Regions from separate parts of the Gossypium arboreum genome. Here region 1 is linked to region 2. Evidence: chromatin contacts called from public Hi-C data. All regions are on one chromosome and are shown on one strand. Each heading gives the region's core, a stretch centred on a gene start, on an enhancer-like site or on the middle of the called end of the contact. The rest is flanking DNA. Distances are from core to core; before and after follow the strand shown.

The links. A called contact is a pair of places that touch in the nucleus more often than the background predicts.
Region 1: a contact with region 2 is called in a Hi-C map of leaf, with 1.7 times the contacts expected there. The contact joins two enhancer-like sites. A contact is called at or near these places in 3 of 5 Hi-C or Micro-C datasets (all in leaf).

Annotation. Positions count from the first base shown.
Region 1 is chr9:11,210,134-11,215,748 of ASM2569848v2, forward strand. No RefSeq gene overlaps it. Among protein-coding and RNA genes, the nearest start is that of LOC108457390, 6.9 kb to the right of the region's middle. Within about 2 kb of position 1,283, at least 1 of the 2 cell types and tissues checked has an H3K27ac peak or open chromatin away from gene starts, as enhancers often do. A contact at or near this core is called in leaf, where this site is marked.
Region 2 is chr9:11,165,401-11,170,810 of ASM2569848v2, forward strand. LOC108453973 (heterogeneous nuclear ribonucleoprotein 1) reads left to right here. Exons shown (of 5, transcript XM_017752245.2): 2 at 1-66; 3 at 191-290; 4 at 417-586; 5 at 952-1,694. The coding sequence ends at 1,476. Among protein-coding and RNA genes, the nearest start is that of LOC108453973, 3.7 kb to the left of the region's middle. Within about 2 kb of position 3,066, at least 1 of the 2 cell types and tissues checked has an H3K27ac peak or open chromatin away from gene starts, as enhancers often do. A contact at or near this core is called in leaf, where this site is marked.

The DNA of each region.
Region 1 (5,615 bases), core at 33-2,532, 43 kb after region 2:
ATTTTTTCAGATCTTCATGTAGATATATAATTTTGAATTTTTATATTTTATATAATGTTTTTATAATGTATATGTTATGAAAATACAAAAGTTTTATTTTTATTAATTTATATATATATATATATATATATTGTATATTTTCAGATATGATATATATATATATATATTAATGGATGTCACGTAATTGATTATCATATGTAAAGCAATACCATGGAATCGGTTGAGTTTTAGCTCGATTGACATGAATATTGATACCAATGTAAGAGAACGTAAATTTAAAAAAGAATTAGTTAAATATATATTAATACATAAGCTTTGATTCAAAAAGTCGATTCACTATTTAGAAGGATGATAAAATTGTTTTTATATTAATATTATAAATTAAATATTAAAAATCAAATTAAAATAATTTTATTGAAATTTGACCGACCTTTACATACCAAATCCAACACTCAAAAACCAACATGAAAAAAAGCAGTCAAAAACAAATCAAGATGAAAAGAATCATTACAATTATAACCATTCTTAATATGTTGCTACAAAACGTAACAACTTCCCCTTTTTTCCTTGAGACATAACTAACTATAATAATACCAACAATAATATTTTTCCTATAACAACAACAATAATAATAATAATAATAATAATAATAATAATATTATTATTATTATTATTATTTATTTTGAATTTAATTTAATAAATTTTACTATAAAATAAACATTACACTTAAAAAATATAAATTCAAACTTTGAAAACAATATTATTAAAAAGGACAATTATAAATCACGAACACGAACTGTAAAATAAAAATAGAAGATACTAAAAAACTTAGTGTACGAATGATAATTTATAGTTCTCTTAGAGATGGTAATAAGGTGAGATGAGTAATTTTTCCTACATCTATCCCAGTTCAATACTTTACTTAAATATATATATTTCAACTTATTTCATCACAAACTTTATTTATGTATCTTTTATGTCCATAAAGAACACTAATTTTTTAAATATTTGTAATTCTCTTAATAATATTATCTCTAAAATTCGAATATATATTCTCTCAATTAATAGTATAAATATTTTACTATTAAAATATATATATAAATTTTATTTCGTAGGGAAATAGCAATGATGGATGGAGGGAGAAAATGATTGCATACATTGCACACTGAAAATGATTGTTGCAACATGTTCTTGACTTCTTCTCCATTGGATGGCAACTTGGGTCCTACCCATTAGGACCCTTGTCTGCCTAACAGCCTAATAATTACACGTGTCATCATCTGGAATCGTGATTGAGACGGTTGGCATGATCTTCTAGGGACCGTCCAAATTTACATACATTCCTCGGTCACCGTCAGATCGTCATAAAATTCTGAAATGGGCCCCATTTCGAGATGTACCTTAAAAAGAAGAAAGATTTTGTCCCTAAAACCCCACCTTTCTTCTTTTCAATTAATTATTTTATTAATAATGCAAAAATATGGACACCTAATTAAGAAAATATTAAAGAACATAATTAATGAAGGAAAATAATATGCCCCTCCCAAAAGCATTGTGGGACCCTCCAGCGTGGCATAGTGGGCCCATGTGTCTTAAGGTCCTCTTGTCAAAAGAGATTAGGGTCAATCTTGAAAATACAAAATTACCCCCGGTGATTAATTACAACTTAATCAAAGAGAGGGTGCCCCTAAAATAATTTGGGTTGTTTTATTATGTCACCCACGGGTGCACGGGAATATAATGACAGCCGTCCATGTGCCAACATGTGAAGAAGCTTTCCTCGTTCCCCTCAAATTAAAAATTAATGAAAATTTCATGTGAGTACTATTAATATTTTACCTTCCAACATTTAAAATTGGAAAAGGTGAGTTATTTTTAGCATCTAATTCTTACACCACCAATCTACTTGTTTCCTACCATTAATGCATGATTCAATGCTGTTTAAAATATTATTCCCACACCAGATTGAGTATTAGAATCATTATTGTTGCTAATGCAATAAGATATAAATTTAAATGTGCTGTATTATTTTATTTAAAAGTTAGGGAATGATTATATGTAATTTTAGGTATTATATTGAAAAGAATAGAACTTATAATAAGATTAATATTAAAAAATATTATTCTCATTCGTAGATAAATTCTAAATTTTAAATTTTAAAAAATAATTATTTTTATTTTTGGAAATTATTATAATATTTTTTATTTTCATCTAAATAAACTCTTTTTAAATAAAATATTAATTTATGTTTTTTTTATGAAAATTATCATTTTATGTTACCGTATAAATTTGAAGCTAGGAATTAGTCAAATTTTACTATAAGTCTTTGTACGCTGCATAAGTTATTGATTCTATCTTGTACTTTTTTAAATTAATATTTAAAATATATAATAAAATATATATGTAATAAATATTTATTATTAGAAACCTATAATGAGATTATTCAAAAATATATATAAAAAATAATAAATATTTATAAATTGATATTCAAAATAAAATTACAATATACATGTAATAATTAAAACATAATTAATTAAAAAGTACTAATATAATTAATATATAAATTTTTTTTCAAAAGGTCTAATTCAATATCATCCTATTAACTCAAAATATTAACAATATTATGAATTATAAATTAGAATTAAAAAATGATTAATAATATACACATATAAGTAATAACATCTTCAATCATAATATGAACATATGCATTAATGTTTAATAGCAATTCATCAGTGATAATATTTTCCAATAAAGGCATACATTTTGTTTTAATTGTATAATTTTATTTAAATATGTGCATATAGTAAACAATAATTAATATACAATAAATTACAATTAATTAAATTATAGTATAATTTGTTTGACAAATAAAAGTAAAAAATGGGAATGAAAGCTTACAATTTTAATTATAAAGTCCTTTTTTGGATAGACGGTGGTTGGGGTGCGGTGGAATCTTTTACCTCACAATTATAGTAAATAGTTTCATCGTTATTACTATTTTTAACATTACCGAAAGTAAACGTATTATTCATCCAAACTAAGCCAAAATAATATATATATATATATATATATATAAAATGACAATTAATTATAATTTTGAGAAAAATAAATACATTTGTTTAAAATAAAAAGGAGCATTCTGACAATCCCTAGTTTTGAGTAATCACAACCCAATCAATACTTCCTTTTAGTATTATATCAAGATAAAAGAACTCTTAAAACATAAAAATAAAATATATATTAACCAAATTAAATTAATTGTCTAAAATTACATTAAATTAAAAGACCAAACTACCCTATTAATTTCAAAGACTCCCAAAAGGGCAAGAAATATATATATATATATATATATAGATTGTTAAAAACAAAAATAATTAATTAGACAAAATGAAATTTTAGACACTAAATAATAATTAAACCATTAATAATTAAAATGTAATGATAAATTTAAGATCATAAGGTAAAACTAATTAACTTTGTTTTTCAAAATGCTTAAATTGCATTTATTAAATCTTAATCTTAAATTGTCCCTGTTAATTTTTGTAATACCTATTTTAACCCTATTAACTCCTAATGGCTCATTTGGAATTGGTTATATATATATAGAGAGAGAGAGAGATAAACAGATAGGTAGATAATACGAGAAAAAAGTTTAATTAATACGTTTGTGTTAAAATTAGAGTTGCTCATGAGCCAGGCCGGGTTGGACCTAAACATGATATTAACATATTTTATGCTTATTCAAGCCTAGCCTAGCTTGAAATATGAGTCTAAAATTTTGCCCAAATCTACCGATATTTACAAAAGACTAACCCAAGCCCATTTTAGGTCCACCCATATTATTTTTAATTTTTTTAAAAATATTTATATTATATTATTTTAATATTTAATAATTTTATTCATTTTATACATTTTATATTTAATTAAAATTTTTATATAATCATCTTTAACATTATTTTAATGTTTACATTAGAGTAGTATTATATATTTAGTATAGGTTTATTTTTAATGTGCTCTAAAATACATAATATATAAAAATAACATAATATAAATTATTATAAACTTAAAACGGTCTATATTTTAAACGGGCCTAATTTTTTTGCCCAAGACCATTTCTTTGGCTTAATATTTTTGCCCACACCTTCTCAAATTTTAGGCGGACCTTCGAGCATGAGCGGATAGCTCGACCCATGAACAAGTCTAATTAAAATAGATAGACATATAATGAACAATAATCAATAGAGATTTAAAGTTGAGATTAGAAGCATATGTAAAAACTATTGTAAAGAATAAGACATATTCAAGATGAGTAAAAAATAATTCCTTTTCTTTGTCGTAAATAAGTTACGTAAGTGGTTAAAAGTTACCAATTGAAATTAGTTATCACTAACTCATGCACTAAAACACGGTGAAAAAAAAAAACTACCAAATGTAACATTAGTCAATATATTATATGTAAAGTTATAGATTTAATCCATGATCTCCAATTTCATCATTTTTAATTCCTATATTATTTTGACATGTCACAAATGATAATCGTTAAATCTATTAATAGACTTTTTTATGAATATTATATAAAGTAGCAAATCGATATTGAATTATATAGATGATGGTATATTTGATGCACAAAATTAAAAAAATAGTATAATTTAATAAATTTAACAAATACCATTTAGTTGCTTAAAAAATAAATATCATTTAGTTAGGATCTGAATTTCAAAATTTAAAAATAAAGGAACAAAAATAATCAATTAAAATATAGGAATTAAATTTACAATTTATTCATAATATAAAGATTAATAGCGAATTTGAACTTATAAATTAAATACTTATTTTGATATAAATAAAAATTAATAATTTATTTTTATTTACATTTAAATATAATAGAAATAAAAAATTATTTATATAAATATGATAGAATCTCATATGATGGCCTGTTGGTCAATGGTGTTCATCGTCTTAGGTGTGACTTGAGTTTAAGTCGTGCTAATCTCGTTAATTGTTCGAATTTTACCCTGTTATTGTAATTCATAAAAAATAAGTATTTGTGTCTAAATAAAAACAACATAGTCCAAAATTAAGTTGTAACACCCCAAACCCGGCCTGGACGTTATGACCGGATCTGATGCGCCACATTGATGCGTTCAAAACATTCCGTATTACTTAGTTTGGAAAAGCTGAGTTGGTGTTGTAAAAGACACTTTTAAAGGTAGGTTAAAGTGAATGGAAGCTGCGCACCAGGTAGGAAACCAGGAAGAAGAGGAGGTGAGTCCGTCGGACTGCTTAAGTACCAAGCTCTCTCTTCGGATCCAATCCTAGACATGCACACCGCCATTGCCACACTCTAACATCTCGTATAATTTTGAGAAAACCGTTTGATTATGACCAGCTTAAGAAAATGATTAAGGTTGCAAATCATTTGCTTAAAATATTTATTTTCTTGGGAAAACATTTACTTTATGGAAACTTTATGCGTCATCGTGATCTTTTTAAAAACAAGTAGATTTTATAAAAGCGAACCCTAGTGCTAGCAGTTTAATAATCCCCAAAATATAAGTAATTAAAAGAGCGGCCTTATTACAACTTTAAACATAATAAAATAAAATAATCCAAAT
Region 2 (5,410 bases), core at 1,816-4,315:
ACTTATGCAGAGCCTTCTGTAGTTGATAAAGTCATCGAGGAGACTCATATTATTAATGGGAAACAAGTAAGAATTAGCTTTAGTCGCAATGTTAATTTGATTGTTATGTTTCCTTATTGTAGTCTGGTGGATGCAGCTTTGTTTTTGACTTGAGGTACTGTTCTTTGTCTCGATATTTTTGGCCTATTAGGTGGAGATTAAGAGAACAATACCAAAGGGTGCTGCTGGAAGTAAGGATTTCAAGACTAGGAAGATTTTTGTAGGTGGAATTCCTTCAACCGTATCCGAAGGTGATACCATTCTTTTTCTGCCTTTAATGTGTATGACATTGAAGCTCGAGGCCGTCTAACCGATGTGGTCTTGATTCATCTTTGATTTTTGTTGCAAGTGTTAATCTATTTGGTGCAAATTGGCAGATGAGTTCAAGGACTTCTTTACACAATATGGAGTAGTCCGAGAACACCAAATCATGCGGGATCATGCTACCAATCGTTCTCGTGGTTTTGGGTTCATCACTTTTGAAACTGAGCAAGCAGTTGATGATCTTTTGGAGAAGGGAAACAAGATTGAGTTTGCCGGTGCACAGGTATATGCATTGCCGATTAAATTGATTAGATTTATGTATATTTTCTTCTTACAATTATTGACCATCAATCAAATAAGTCTCTACTTGTTGATAATTATTAACATGCAAAGTCCTTGTCATGAAGGTGTTTTTTGTGAAATATTGATCAAACCGTTTTTTGTGGGCTATTGCTTTTTTTTCCCCTCTGTGCTGTTGCCAAGTGATAGCATTTCCTTGTGCTTGTACCGTTTTGCTTTGATGTCTAGTTTTAGACCCTAAAGAAATGCTTCTTAAGATTCTATTATATTAGCAATAATTCTTTTTATATTTGCAGTTTTAAGAGTAAACCCTAAAATGAGTGTCATGATGTATCCCTTTACTTGTAGGTGGAGATAAAAAGGGCAGAGCCGAAGAAACCAAATCCTCCCCCACCTCCATCCAAACGATATAATGATTCTAGGACTGCATATGGTGGCGGATTTGGAGATGGTTATGGTAGATATGGAGGTGGTGGATTTGGTGGTGGTTATAATAGATCAAGTGGTGCTTATGGGGGTCGAGCTGGTGGTTATGGGGCATATGGGGGTGGTGAGTTTGGCAGTTATGGAGGTTATGGTGGTGGTGGCAGTGGTGGTATAGGGCCATACAGAGGAGAGCCGTCTCTTGGATACTCGGGTCGCTATGGAGGAAATTTCAACAGAGGGTATGACATGGGAAGTGGCTACGGAGGCCCAGGTGAGTTTTATGGGGGATACGGTGCTGGAGCTGCTGGTGGTGGATATGGTAGTAGCTACGATGCAGGCCTTGGTGGCGGCTACGGTGGTGGTGCTGCAGGAGGGAGTTCTTTCTATGGAAGTCGAGGGGGGTATAGTGGTGCGGGAAGTGGTCGATACCATCCCTATGGAAGATAGGCAAACTGGGAAGATCTCTGTTGAGAGGTTACAAAATGTTGTCTCAATTTGTACTATTGTAGCTCTTTTCTTATGTTCATTATTCCTTAGTTTAGTTTCTCTGTTGTTTATTTTTGGGAGTCTTTTTCAGAATTTGAGGTTTCAACTTTCTAAGGATTTGAGTATCCATTTTACTCTTTTAAAATTTAGTTTAATATAAGCTAAACTGTGAGAGCTAAGTGGTCTGATTTTGTATTTCTCTTTTAGTTGATATTAAAATGCAAACTTCCCTAGCTGTGAGATCGATTCTTGAATGAATACAGCAGCCAAAACAGCAAACATTTTTTTATATATATATGTCAGCTCTTATTTCCCTTTTGCTTTACCAAGCTTCTATTTCTCTTTCTTTACCCTTTTTGGGAAAAAATTAGCATGACTTTTTTTTTAAATAAAAAATATTTTTATAAGATATTATTATTTTTACAATTGAACTAATTATTTTTAAAGTAAATATCCGATCAACATTGCCATAAAAACATAACTATGTGATATATTATATTAAACAAATATAAAATGTAAGTCAATATGAATATGAATATAGACAAGCTTTCTTTTTTACCACCACATAATTTTCCAAAATATCTCATGAGTTCTCTGCTAAACACCATAACTTTAGCATTGCCCTTAAATATCTTATTTTGGGAGAAATCCCTTCCTCATCATGTGTTTTTGGTTAATATTTTTGTGCTTCAACTTAGCAGTGGTTCTCAGTCATGGCCTTATTATTATTATTATTTGTTTATATTCATATCTAAACTTGGTAATTATTTTTGAATTTGTCTATGATTTTTTAATTTTAAGGAGAACGAAATTTTTGATAACAAGCATGGGTTCAATCGCTACATAGAGAGCTTACAAATGTAATGAATATACTTCCTCATTGAGTGAGGCATTCCATACTGAAAGTTACTTTCTTTGATGCCAGGTTCAAGACTTCTACATACCGGATACACTGGTCGAGGGTTTTGTCACACGATTCTGATTCTTGTGAGAGTTGCGTGGCGGGAGTACACTTGACGGAGATAGACACAGCGGTAGAGAGAGAAAGGCAGCCCTCGTTATAGCTATATAACGTTGGGGGAGGGTTGTTATATTCAATCCGGTGGATATCTAAACTTGGTAATTATTTTTACATTAAAGTCTAAATTAAGCGATTATTTTAAATTGGGGTCTGGAATTTTTTTTGGTTCAACATTTTTCAAAGAAATTTCATGGACTAACTCAAACAAAAAGTGTTTATCCCAATGTGAGAACAATTATCATATTTAAATATTTAATGTTTTAGTCTGTATTTTGTAAGAAAAAAAAGTAATTTGATTATTTTTAAAGGTTAATTGTCAAATTTAACTTTTTAAAAATTAAGGATTAAATTAATAGAATATATAAATGTTAAATGTTAAATAATCATTGTGCCATTTCTAAATACAAAGCATAATAAAGCTATCAACTTGTGCATATTGCTACTCTTCTGTCCAATAGCAGTTTGTGAAACTTGGATACGATTATAACACCATATCACGGCTGCGGAATTTGTGTTCTGTTTCCATCCATGATTGTTTGCTTCTCTTATTGGAATCTGTGGTCCGAGGAATGTGTTACCATCAAAAGCCCAACCTTTATGGTCTCTGCTCTAATTCATCCACATTTATAGTTAAATCTAATTTAAGTTAGTTTAAATATTTACTTTTATTTTTATAATTTTTAGTTAAATCAAATTTAAGTTAGTTTAAATATTTAATTTAATTTATATAATTTATAGTTAAATCAATTTAAATTAGTTTAAACATTTAATTTAATTTTTATAATTTGTATAAAAATGATTATGTTTTTATTATTTTTAAAATTATTTTAAACAACCATTAATCATCAAACCAATTCTTATAATATCATTCATATTAAGACTATGAACCTAGAGGTAAGAGAATGGTTATTCTATCACCAAGATACATCTTCAACTTATACCTTGAAAAGTTTTTTTCCTTTTATTTAAAGGGCAAAAAAAAAAAGGAGTTGTCGAGAACTCAAAACCTAGTATTAACAAGAATTTAAACAACACAAGTCATAGGACTAGATTTTGAAAACTGGGTTGAATAGTCTTGGTGCTTTTTATTTGTAACGCGTTGATAGGTTTTAGGTCAATTTCTGCTATTAATGTTTGTATTATGAGTAAATTGTGTATTTAGTCTTTAAATTCTAATTTGATTATTTTTAGTCATTGTAATTTTGAATTTGAAATTTTAATCTTGATATAAATGATAATTGTTAAATCCATTAAGTTAAATTATGTTATTTTCAAAATTTTACGCAACAAGTATATTATCACATGTGTAATTAAGTTTAACTATAATTGACCTCTCTAAACTCTTCCTATATAAATAGAGTCTTGGATCATTATTTTTCACATACTTAAATTCAAAAGAAAACTGTAGAGAGAAAATTCTCTAAAGAAATTATTTTAGAAAATTTTTAGAGATATTTTTCTTATTTACAACTTGGCCTAAAAGTTTAGATAAATTGTAAAATTATCTCACTGGTAATTTTTATGAATCTCTTTTTTTTTTTTTGAAACAAGCCCACACTCGGCAAACTTGAGTTTGTAGATATTGAAGGAGACTACTAGTTAAAGCGCTTATCCTAGACGAATCGAAAATGTATAATTTTAATTAAGTGTTTATTACTTTAGATATCACAACCAAGTTCTAGTTTTAAAAAAAAAAAACTAAAACTCTGATTTTTCTCAAATCTATTTTTCATTGTGTTTTCCAAACCCGATTTTCCATCAAGCTCTACTTGCATCATCTATTTACAAGGAGAAATAGGAAAATTCTAACTGAATTAGTAAAACACAAATAATATTTATTTAATAGAAAACAATATTCTACTCTAAGTAGAATGGGGTGGGTAACACACCCTAGTAAATAATACTAGAGATTAGGGGTGAGTAAAATCCGATTCGATTTGAAAAACTCGATAAAAAATTCAAATTTTTGAATTAAATAGTTCCAGTTATTTGAGTTAATCAAGTTTTCGGATCAACTCGAATAAAAAATTAAGTTTTTCAATTTAACTCGAATATGAATTACATAATTCGAGTTATCTGAAAATCTGAATAAGAAATGACAAAACTACGTCGTTTATCAACTCGAATAAAAAATTAAGTTTTTCGATTTAATTCGAATATGAATTATACAATTCGAGTTATCCAAAACTCCGAATAAGAAACTACAAAACTACGTCGTTTGGATAAATATTTACTTTTTTAAAAGTTAAAATTCAAAATAATTAAATTAAAAGGCAAAACTACGTCGTCTTGATAAATGTTTACCTAATAAGTTAAAAGGCAAAATCATTATATTGTTCATGTAGTTAAATAATCTTTTACTTCGTTTACTAGTTAAATAATCAGTCTATCTAAACATAATATTAAGTATAAACAATAGGATTCATTAACTCGACTCGATTTGACTCGAAATTTTTTGACTCGACTCGTTTCGATTCGAAAAAAATTCAAATTGAGTTCAGTTGCTAAAATAGGATTTGTTAACTCGACTAACTTAAAAATTTTTGACTCAATTCGAGTCGACTTGATCGAATACTCACCCCTACTAGAGATGCCACCCCTCTTTCTTATAATGAGGGGATTTGAGACTCTCTTATATTGGGTCCAATTATATTTGCTTCTAATCCAATATATGTTTTCTATTTCTCAAAATATTTTATAATTTAATCCAACCCAATACATGTTTTTATTTCTCAAAATAAATATGATTTATTTAATTAATTTAATTAGATAAATTATTTTTCCAATTAAATAATTTTCTCAACCCAATTCTAATTACGTTAAAGTCATTGCATTTTTACCATAAAAGAATCTACGAGGAAATATATTTGATTT